2 separate regions of the Triticum aestivum genome follow, and region 2 is linked to region 1. The links are chromatin contacts, called in public Hi-C maps. All regions are on one chromosome and are shown on one strand. The core of a region is the stretch at or near the end of the contact, and the rest is flanking DNA. Distances in the headings are between cores, read along the strand shown.

What was found. A called contact is a pair of places that touch in the nucleus more often than the background predicts.
Region 2: a contact with region 1 is called in a Hi-C map of leaf, with 4 times the contacts expected there. The contact joins the promoter of LOC123058634 here to the enhancer-like site in region 1. A contact is called at or near these places in 2 of 5 Hi-C or Micro-C datasets (both in leaf).

The regions. Positions count from the first base shown.
Region 1 is chr1A:480,818,596-480,823,491 of IWGSC CS RefSeq v2.1, reverse strand. No RefSeq gene overlaps it. Among protein-coding and RNA genes, the nearest start is that of LOC123058634, 330 kb to the left of the region's middle. Within about 2 kb of position 2,086, at least 6 of the 8 cell types and tissues checked have an H3K27ac peak or open chromatin away from gene starts, as enhancers often do. A contact at or near this core is called in leaf, where this site is marked.
Region 2 is chr1A:481,144,674-481,150,060 of IWGSC CS RefSeq v2.1, reverse strand. It overlaps LOC123058634 (BEL1-like homeodomain protein 9), which reads right to left and starts at 2,008. Exons shown (of 4, transcript XM_044481340.1): 1 at 736-2,008. The coding sequence starts at 1,419.

The DNA of each region.
Region 1 (4,896 bases), core at 837-3,336:
CCCCCCCAAGTTTATGCATCATTCTCACTGAAGCATGATGCACATCTACAATGTAAAGGAGCCTCCCCTAAATCCTAGACCAAAGTGGGGTGTAACAAAATGTGATTGATGTAACATGTAAGGCATCTTTGCACACTAAAGTGAGATAAAAACATGATAATCATGTAGCTTGATGTCACATGGTGGAGTGTGTGACATGGAATACAATTGAGAATTCATGCTTACATAGGTACTCCCTCTGTTTATTTTTTGTCTACATATAAATTTTTTTTGAAGTCAAACTTCTTAAAGTGTAACCAACTTTACAGGAAAAACTATCAACATCCATAATACAAAATTAATACCATTAGATGCATCATGAAATATTTTTTCATACTATATAACTTTTGTATTGTAGATGTTGATACTTTTTAATATAAATTCAGTCAAACTTTGCATAGTTTGACTTCAAACAAATCTTATATGCAGAGTAAAAGAAATAGAAGGACTAGTAAGCAAGGAGACCACAACAATGATACTCCCTCCATTTCAAAATATAGTGCGCCCGCGCTTTCTGAGGTTCAACTTTGACCATAAATTTAACCAACAAGACCAACTGCAGCGGGAGAAAAAATTATATAATTGAAAACTTCTTTCGAATACGAATTCACTGATATAATTTTTGCTCCCGCCGCAATCGGTCTTGGTAGTTAAATTTACTGTCAAATTTGAAGCACGGGGATAGAGGAAGCACTACATTGTGGAATGGAGGGAGTATAATAATGATGACATCAAAGCAACTTAAGCAACATCGCATGTAACCAAGCATTTTGAAGTAGGTCTCAATACTTAACATAGCAATAATAGTACTTGCAGCGAACCATGCTCTCACACATCTCAAGTCATATAGTACTTGGTACATAGGAAAAATAAAAGTCAAGAAAATTTAAAATAACTATTATTTAACCTTCGTTTGTACATCTTGTCAAGCACGTTTAGCTGGAAGCCTGGAAATAACCTTTTGTAGAGGATGAGATGTAGGCCTGCTACGACGATTTCATGTAACTTTTGGCGTATTTTGGTAAAGCTTGTGGCTAAACAAGGATCAAATCAGTTTCCTCCAGACATACAAAAAAAAAGATGACCAAATCAAACGATCCACTGTGGTCTTCAACATCACATGACCAAACCGAATCCATGGCAGACGGTCCGTGTTTGAAACTGCAACGACAGCAAAACATGGAGTGGTGTATAGCACTAGAGCCCGCATGTGGAGGCTGACACACAATAGTGCAATCCAAACGTGACGGGACCAAAACCTGAACAGATGACTTCGCCAACACCGAGGATGATCACTGTCACTGGTCCAAAACCGAAGCAGTTTAATCTACAGAGATCATGATCTCATGCCAACGCATTTTCCTCTTTGAACGCACGCGCGCGCGCACACACACTGTAGCGAACATATGGCTTGTCATGAAATTGTGGGCTGCTCTCGATGGGCACGTACGTGGTAGGCTCCTGGCTAGCAACGCATCGCATCTAGCAGACCCTGCCCTGAACCGGAGGTCCAAACTTGATGTGTTCCACGTGAAATTTGCACAAAAGGAAACGGTCGCATTCTGCAACCAAAAGAGCACCAAAAACGCCTCCAATTCCTGCTGATCAGAATAAAAACTTCATGGGTTCCAGACTGGAGTAGGCATTATTGGCTGTACTTCATTTGGATCTACGACAGAGGCAGGGAACTTTACCTTTGAAAAAATAAAGGGAAAAAATCTCGGCGGTACGATCCTGTTGACACCAGCAGTAGCGCGGATCAAATCGATACTCCTCCCGAGCCAAGATTAGATCGACAAATCATACGTACTGTACGACCCGCCATTAACGCTGCCCTAGAGCCGGGGCTCCCCATTGGCCGGCGCGTGCCGTGGTGCGGCGACCATTAATAATTGCGCCCGCTAGTAAACAAAACATCCCCGGCGCAGGCCCCCCTCCCCACCCCCCTCATCGACGCGACGTAACATAGCAAAGCCATGGCCCGCGGCCCATCTCCGTCACGAGACCGCATTGGCCCCCGACGCCGACACCCGGGGCCCCCGGCCCGTCCCGTCGTCCCCTTCCTCCCCTCTCTCCATCTCTCTCTCTCCGGCTCTCGTATCGTACCGCACGCACAGTAGCAGGTGGGGGGATTGTTACGTAGATTCCCCGGGATACGGGGGGCGCTACGGTCGTCACGTCGCCGGATTGTCAGTGAGGGGACGCGGCACGTGTCCAATCACCATACGGCGCATGCATCATCTCATCTCTCCGGGCGCCATCTCTCCGGGCGTAGATAGATAAGCCGCTAGGGCCCTGGATGCTACAGCTACGAGCTCAGTACGTACGCGAGATATACGGTGAGAAGAGGATTAAAAATCCAGCCGGGTTAGATACGCGGATGCAGGCCTAGGGCTACGCGGAGGTGACGTGGCTGCTGTTTCCATTTAACGTCACATCCACCCATCAGCACCAGCTAGCTAGCGGTACGAACGGCGAGTACCAGTACTGGACTGGGTGAAAGGAACCAGTCCTCCGTGGGTGAGCTTTTGTTGTTACTGTAGCCTTTCCTGTAGTGCCAATGTAGCCGCGCCTGCACCTGCAGGCCCGGGCAGGGCAGGCACCCATCGAGAGCTACGGAGCTCGGCATGCTTCCCATGGCTACCCGGGCTATGGCTACTTGGAGTAAAACAGGCGATCGATGATCCCCTACGGCATCGGGCACAGTGGTGCAACAGTGCCGTGGCACGTGGACGGGGCACTGTTGGAGCTTTCGTGCATGGCGTCAGGGCCTCAAGCATCTCGAGCCTAGCTCGTTCGTACCGGTGTGGTCAAGCTCGGCTCGTGGTCGATCGATGGGCGCAGCCGCAGAGCCATGCCATCATCATAAGTTCCCCGTTTTCGTGGTACGTACCGGGGCGAGCCATTATGACGTACGGTGCCCTCTCCTGCCTGGAGTTATTCTCACCGCGCCAAGCAAAGCACGGACGGGCCTGTGCCACCCCAGGTGCGTGCATGCATGCACGCATGCATGCGTGGATCAACTCATGCACCTTGCATGGAAGCTTTAATATTTTTTCATTCAAATTGAACCGGCTCGAGGGAAGGGAAGCCAAGCACGGACGGTCCTGTTTCGTCGTGACTGTCACTTTCAGCCTACGTATATAGGAGTTCCTAGCTCCGTCCTGTCAGGCGATCACGGATGACATCTTGCCTTCACAGCGTAAATGTCCGACCCGGCCGTATATACACTGCACGCATGCATGCATGTAGGCCATGCTTGTATGCGGTGCGCAGAAAAAACTCCCCTGATCGAGCGTCTCATCAGCTCCAAGCGGCCTCGGAGACCGGCCACGACGACCAACGGCAGCAGGCCGCGCCACCGTGCGCGCGCTGCGCTGTGCCTGCCGCGCTCGGTCCGTGTCGAGCACAGGGCGCGCGAGCACTGTTTGCTTTCTCCTCTCACTCTCACCCCCAGTGCATGCCCCAGTGCCGGGCCATCGCGCCATTTGTCTTGCGCGGCAGAGGAGAGTGCAGACACTGGCCCGGGCGCACGTTTGGTTCGGGACTCCATCTCGTGAATGGATGTGTAGGCACTGCGACGTGATCTTTTGCTTCAATGGGCAGCCAGGCAAAAAGATCTACTCCTAGCTAGGACCAAGATCACCGAGAGAGGGAGATGATGCATGGGACGGGAAGCAGAAGGCGCCCGAGTTTCCCGTCGAGCCCATGACACGACCTCCCAGGGAGGAGGGCAGGGCCATGGGGTCCGTGTCCTTGTCATTGCGTGTGTGTGTTCATATGCATGCCGAACAAGACCCCACGTGTGAGCACGTTGTACGGGCGCCTAGCGCACAGCAGGAAGAGGAGGCCGTAATGATCGGTCGATGACTGTGGCGATGGAGGGAGTGAGGGAGGCAGGCATGGCTCGTGGGACCCCCACGCTTCCCGGTGATCAGTGTACGTGCATGACAGGGGACGGAGACCGCATAAAAAGCTTTGCTCGCTGCATGATAGGATATGGGCACCTTTGGGTTGGGGTTCCTCACATCACATGTGCGCGCACCACTACGGCACTACGCTTTGAACTAGTTGTACACGGCTAGTGGCAACAATTTGCATCGACGTCGCATCTAGTCTTAATACCAACGATCAAATCCTGTCAAAGATATCATAGGTTTTTGTTCAGTTCTTTATGTGTGTGTGAGAGAGAGAGAGAGAAATTGTACCACGCTCACGTAGAGTATTTGTGACAAGTGATAACTGAGACGGGTTAAAGTTCCGAGGCTCCAATCTTAAAAACTGGGTATCTTTCTGACGTCTCTGGCGCCCTGAGGTCCATCCATCCATCTCTTTCTTTTTTGCCTGGTGTAAGAAATTGACTGTGTGTATGTACGCGGTTGGCTCGGACAGATGTTCGGTAATCATGCATGTCGTGCTGTCTAATCGGAGCCAGTAATTCTCGGCAGAAATCACAGATTTGACCTGAGGCAGAAATCAAATCACAAACTGAGCTGTTCACGAAAAAATTTCGCTCTGCTGACCCTTCGGTGTGGCGCCCGACAGCTGGGCGCCGCACCCTACTGTGCAGCGCCTCTCCCTTAGGCGTCGCACATCCTGCCAGCGTGGCAGCCCTGGTCCAGTTGCGGCCCCACACGCACCTGTGCAGCGCCTAAGAGCTAGGCGCCACACTTTGACGTGCAGCGCCTAGCCCTTGGGCGCTGCACAGTGACTTAAGCGCGGCCGCCCCAGCCCGACCAGGCAGTTCTTCGTCTCTCCGCTCTCTGGACAGAGAGCGGCGGCGGCGGCGCCCCTATCTAATCCCCCCACATCCCTCTCAGATCTGAAGATTTGATCCGTGGATTCGATCCCCAATCC
Region 2 (5,387 bases), core at 759-3,258, 330 kb before region 1:
AATCTTGGTAAGAAGTTGTACAGATGAGTTGTTTGAAAGAAACGGATTATCGTGTGTAGATGTGTGCACACTACCAGATCATATGTCACTTCAAAATTATTGACCTAGCTATGATTACATGAAGGGAAACAACTTTCCTGAGCTAAATTAAACCAGTGTGTACTATGCTTTTATGAAGAAAAAGCAAGAAGCTGGGACTACATGGACAGCAGAATCTTACAGCTTTACATCGATGAGTATAGAACCATGCTGAAAGAGGACAAACTCTAGGAATCTTAGAAAGCAGCAACTTGAATTTTTTTATGAAATAAAATTAGAGCATACTGTGGAATTTGGCTGTTCTAATTTCATGTTCATGAACCACTACTGTGTGCAACTTTTTGATCATCGACTCCAGATCAAGTTGCTGCTAGTTTTACAAGAAGACCAAAAGAAAATAATTGTTCAACACCAACAGTGCAACAATAAGTGAGGCATATAATAAGCAAAGAAATATATCCAAAAGAGCAGATATCATGATCCATACATATCAACCACCATCAAATCGAGAGCACAAGAAATAAGCTGTGGAACCACAGTGAATAAAGATTCACAAGCTGCATCCGTGATGTGACCATGAGATGTTGGTCAGATTCTTCTCCACGAAGAAGAAAATAATTATGACATGGGAACGGAAGAGAAAGATGCATGAAGAGAAGGGAATTTAGAGGCTACATAGTATGATTGATAACTCACTTCTTCCATGAGGGTGAGCCTAGTCTTCCTCCACTGCTGCTCGGCGCCGGAGACCGTGACGCCCTCAGCGGCAGCGCGGTCGCTGCTGTCCATCTCGTGGCCGACGTCGCCGGCGGCGTCCATGGCATCCAAGTCGAGCAACCCGTCGTCGGAGCAGCGGTCCAGCTGCGAGGGCCGGCCGCCGACGTCGCAGATCTCCTCCAGCAGCTTCTGCGCGGGGCCCAGGAACCTGGAGCGGCCGAGCACGGCTGCGTAGCCCGTGAAGGGGCCATACGGCCCGGTGGCACCGGCGAGGTGCCTCCGCTGCTGGGGCGGAGGGTTCGAGGAGGACGAGGAGAGCGAGAGCGCGAAGTTCTGGCTCGGGATCTGGGCTCCTGCCGGCATCCCGTGGACCAGGAGCTGGTTGTGGGCGTGCGCCAGCGTGGGGCTGTGCGGCGAGTAGGAGGAGGAGGAGGAGGCGTAGGAGTAGAAGGGCACCGTGGGCGGCGGCCAGGCGCCCGGCGTGGGCGAGGAGGAGTCCGCCGGGTCCGGCGGGAACCGCAGCTTCTCGCGGCGGCTATGCTGCGGCACGTGGTAGAGCTGCCCCGCGGCGGCCTGGCCAAGCAGCAGCTGGTGCTGGTGGTGCTGCTGATGCTGGTGCTGGTGCTCGGCGCCGCCCCCGTACCCGCCAGCGGCTGATGACATGGCGATGGCGGCGGCGCGGCCGTGTACGTGCGCGCGTACGTAGGTAAGCTCAGCTCGCCCAGCCTCGGAGGCCGCGCGACGTAGCTCGGTTACCTGGCTAGACGCCCTGGAGAGAGTAAGGGAGAGAGAAAGAGAGGGAGGGGTGGAGGACAGGAAGGGGGAGGGGAGATCGAGAAGGCAGCGGCTCCCGCACTTTGCGAGCGCCTGGCCGGGGGGGAGCACTGGCAGGGGTTCGTCGCCGCGCGCTCGATCGGCCGACCTGATCTGATGTCCCTCTGCTTTTGTGCGTTTTTGGTGGTGGCGTCGGGCTGGGTTCGGGTGGGGTGCCTTTCCTTTCTCTCTTTCTGCAAAGGTGCGCGCAGCAGCTAGGCTAGCCGCGGCAGAGGATGAGGCGAAGGAGGGAGGAGGGCGACGGGAAATGGTGAGCAGTGAAAGAGAAAGGCAGAAAGGGAGTTGGTGCTGGTCTGGTCTGCTCGTTCGTGTGAGTGAGTGAGGAAGAGGAGGTGGATGGACGAGATGGATGACCCGAGCGAGAGCGAGGGGAGAGCCAGGCTGCCTGCCAGGGGTAGTGGGTTTTGTACTTCCGGCGCCGGGCAGGAGGCTCTGCCAGGTTTTATGGACGCCGACGCCGAGGGAGCGGAGCGGTCCGTGGGTTTTTCCCCCGGTCTACATAGGAATAGTTCACTGGAGAAGATTTTCTCCTTTTATTTTGCGAGTCATTGAAGATTTTCTCATATCAATGGTGTCGACAAGATGATTTAATCTTGATTTTCTGTTGTCGGTGTGTACCCAACAAAACTCCACATAAAGATATCAGACGACTTAGACTTAAACAAAATCTAAGACAACTTAGATTTAACAAAACGATTTCCATTGAAATTTATGTCCCACAAGCTAAACAAAATAAGTGTCTTAATTTTGTACCAACTTTAGTATAAATTTGTACTAAGCTTGAGACACTTATCTTGGGACGGAGGGAGTATGTCATAGTAACAAATAAAACAATGTATTTGAAAATTCAACCAATTACTAATGTATATGTGGGGTGGTTTGTTTACTTGCGCATCATTATGTAACGATTATGCCCCGGAGAGAAAAGGCATAGAGGAGGAAAAGCTAATGAAATGACATGTGCATCAAGTTTGTTTAGCTTGTGGGACACACCAAAATATTATGCGATGTTAACGCCGATGAACATAGTGATAATGAGGTCCTTGAAAAAGAGATCTTAGCTTTTAAATCCACGAAACCTCTTTGTGGTAAGGCGCTTGAGAGGTTACAAGATCTCATGTCCTCTCTTAGTGGGATGTGAGAGATGCGCAGATGGGCCGAAGACCCTAAAAAAGGAGAATGTGAAGCACCTCGAGCATAATCATCACGAGAGAGCTACAAATAGAATTATTGACAAAAAAATCTCCTGCAAGAAAAGTGTTCCTTATGAAATGTCTCTAGAGGTGGCAAAACAAAATATAGCTTTGCAATAACTGAATGAAGCTGCACATGCAAAACTTAGTGGGGATTTTGAGTACCTTGTTAATGGCTACAATCTCGCCACGCGTGACCTCTTAAGACTCACCAAGTTACCTGAGGAACTTCAAGTCACACATTTGAACCTCCTAGCCATCCATTATTCATCTATTTTTATCGATTTTGTTGCTTGTGCTACAAACCACTACTGCGGATTGGGCCATGTAGTCTCCACTAAGTCATATGAGGATTTTCTCTTTTTTTGCGAATCATTGAAGATTTTCTCTCTTTCTTTTCCGAGTCACTCAAGATTTTCTCTTTATTTGCGAGCCACTGAAGATTCTCTCTCTGTTTTTGCGAGTCACTGAAGATTTTCTCGTATCAATGGAGTCAACCATATTATCTAATCTTGATTTTTGTTGTCGGTGTGTCAACCACATCACACGGGGATATCATATGACTTAGGACATCGACTTATACTTAAAAAAAATCTAAGGCAACTTAGATTTAACAAAACAATTGCCATTGAGATTTGTAGCTCTCATACTCATCAATTATATGTCATAGTAACGACAAAAACAATGTATTTGGAAATTCAAGTAATTAGTAATATATATATATATATATATATATATATATATATATATATATATATGTGTGTGTGTGTGTGTGTGTGTGTGTGGGGGGGGGGGGTGGTTTGTTTACTTGTGCATCATTATGGAACGGTTAGGCCCCGGAGAGAAAAGGCATAGGGGAGGAATAGCTAATGATGTGGCACATGTGCGTGAAGTTTGTTTAGGTTGTGGGACACACACAAATATTGTGTAATGTTAACGTGGATGGACATAGTGATATTGAGGTCATTGAAAAACATATCTTAACTTTTAATTCCATGAAACCTGTCCGCGGTGATGGGTTCGATCTTGCGGTGTCCCCACCCAGTGACAAAAGGGGTAGCGAGGCACGCATGTATCGTTGCTATTAAGGATAAAAAGATGAGGTCGATTCCTACATGAATAGATCTTGTCTACATTATGTCATCGTTCTTATTGCATTACTCTGTTTCTCCATAAACTTAATACACTAGATGCATGTTGTATAGCGGTCGATGTGTGGAGTAATAGTACTAGATGCAGGAAGGAGCCGGTCTACTAATCTTGGACACGGTGCCTATATACATGATCATTGCCTTGGATATCGTCAAAATTATTTGATCTTCTATCGATTGCCCAATAGTAATTTGTTTACCCACCGTATGCTATTTTCTCAAGAGAAGCCACTAGTAAAATCTACGGTCCCCCGGGTCTATCTTTTATCATATTGTTTTCAGATCTATTATTTCAAAAACCCAAAAAGTATCTTGCTACACTTTTCTTTACTTTTTTGCGTTCTTACTAGATCTATTTATCCAATTACATACAATTTAATCTATCTTTTTACCGTGGAGGGATTGACAAACCCTCTTACGCGTCGGGTTGCAAGTATTTGTTCTTTGTGCAGGTACCGTTTACATAGTGTTGCTTGGTTATCCTTCTGGATTGATAACCTTGGTTTTATAACTGAGGGAAATACTTGCCATAGTTGTGATGCATCGTCCCTTCCTCTTTCGGGAAATACCGACGCAAATTCAAGCCACGCCAAAGGAGACATCATCAACATCTATCAGGTTCCTAATCACAAATCTCATCTCCTTACAATTTATATTATTTTCCATTTGCCTCCCGTTTTCATCTCCCCCACTTCACAAAAAATTGCCTTCTTTTTTGTTTGCCTTTTTCTTGCCAGATCTTTTGTTTGCTTTCAGTCTTGTTTGTGTAGTCACGATGTCTCAAGAAATACCAAAATTTGTGATTTTTCCAATGCTACTACTAATAATTTTATTAATACCCCGATTGCTCCTCCCGCCACTAGTGCGAAGTCTTGTGATATTAATGCCGCTTTGCTGAATCTTGTTATGAAAGACCAATTTTCTGGTACTCCTGATGAGGATGCCGTGTCCCATCTAAACACATTTGTAGAATTGTGTGATATGCAAAAGAAAAAGGATGTGGACATATTGTGAAGTTGAAATTATTTTCCTTCTCCTTGAGGCATCGTGCAAAATATTGGTCTTCTTCTTTGCCTCACAATAGTATCGATTCTTGGGATAAGGGCAAAGATGCTTTTATTACTAAGTATTTTCTGCCCATGAAAATTATTTCCCTTAGAACTCAAATCATGAATTTTAAGCAACTTCAGCATGAACATGTTTGGGGAAAAATGAAATTGATGCTAAGAAATTGTCCTACTCATGGTTTAAATCTTTGGATGATTATACAAAAAATTATGCGGGGTTGAATTTTGTTTCTAGAAATCTTTTAGATTCCGCCGGGGGTGGTACTTTTATGGAGATTACTTTGGGTGAAGCTACTAAATTTCTAGATAATATTATGGCAAATTATTTACAATGGCATACCGAAAGAGCACCTCCTAGTAAAAAAGTTTATTTGGTTAAAGAAATT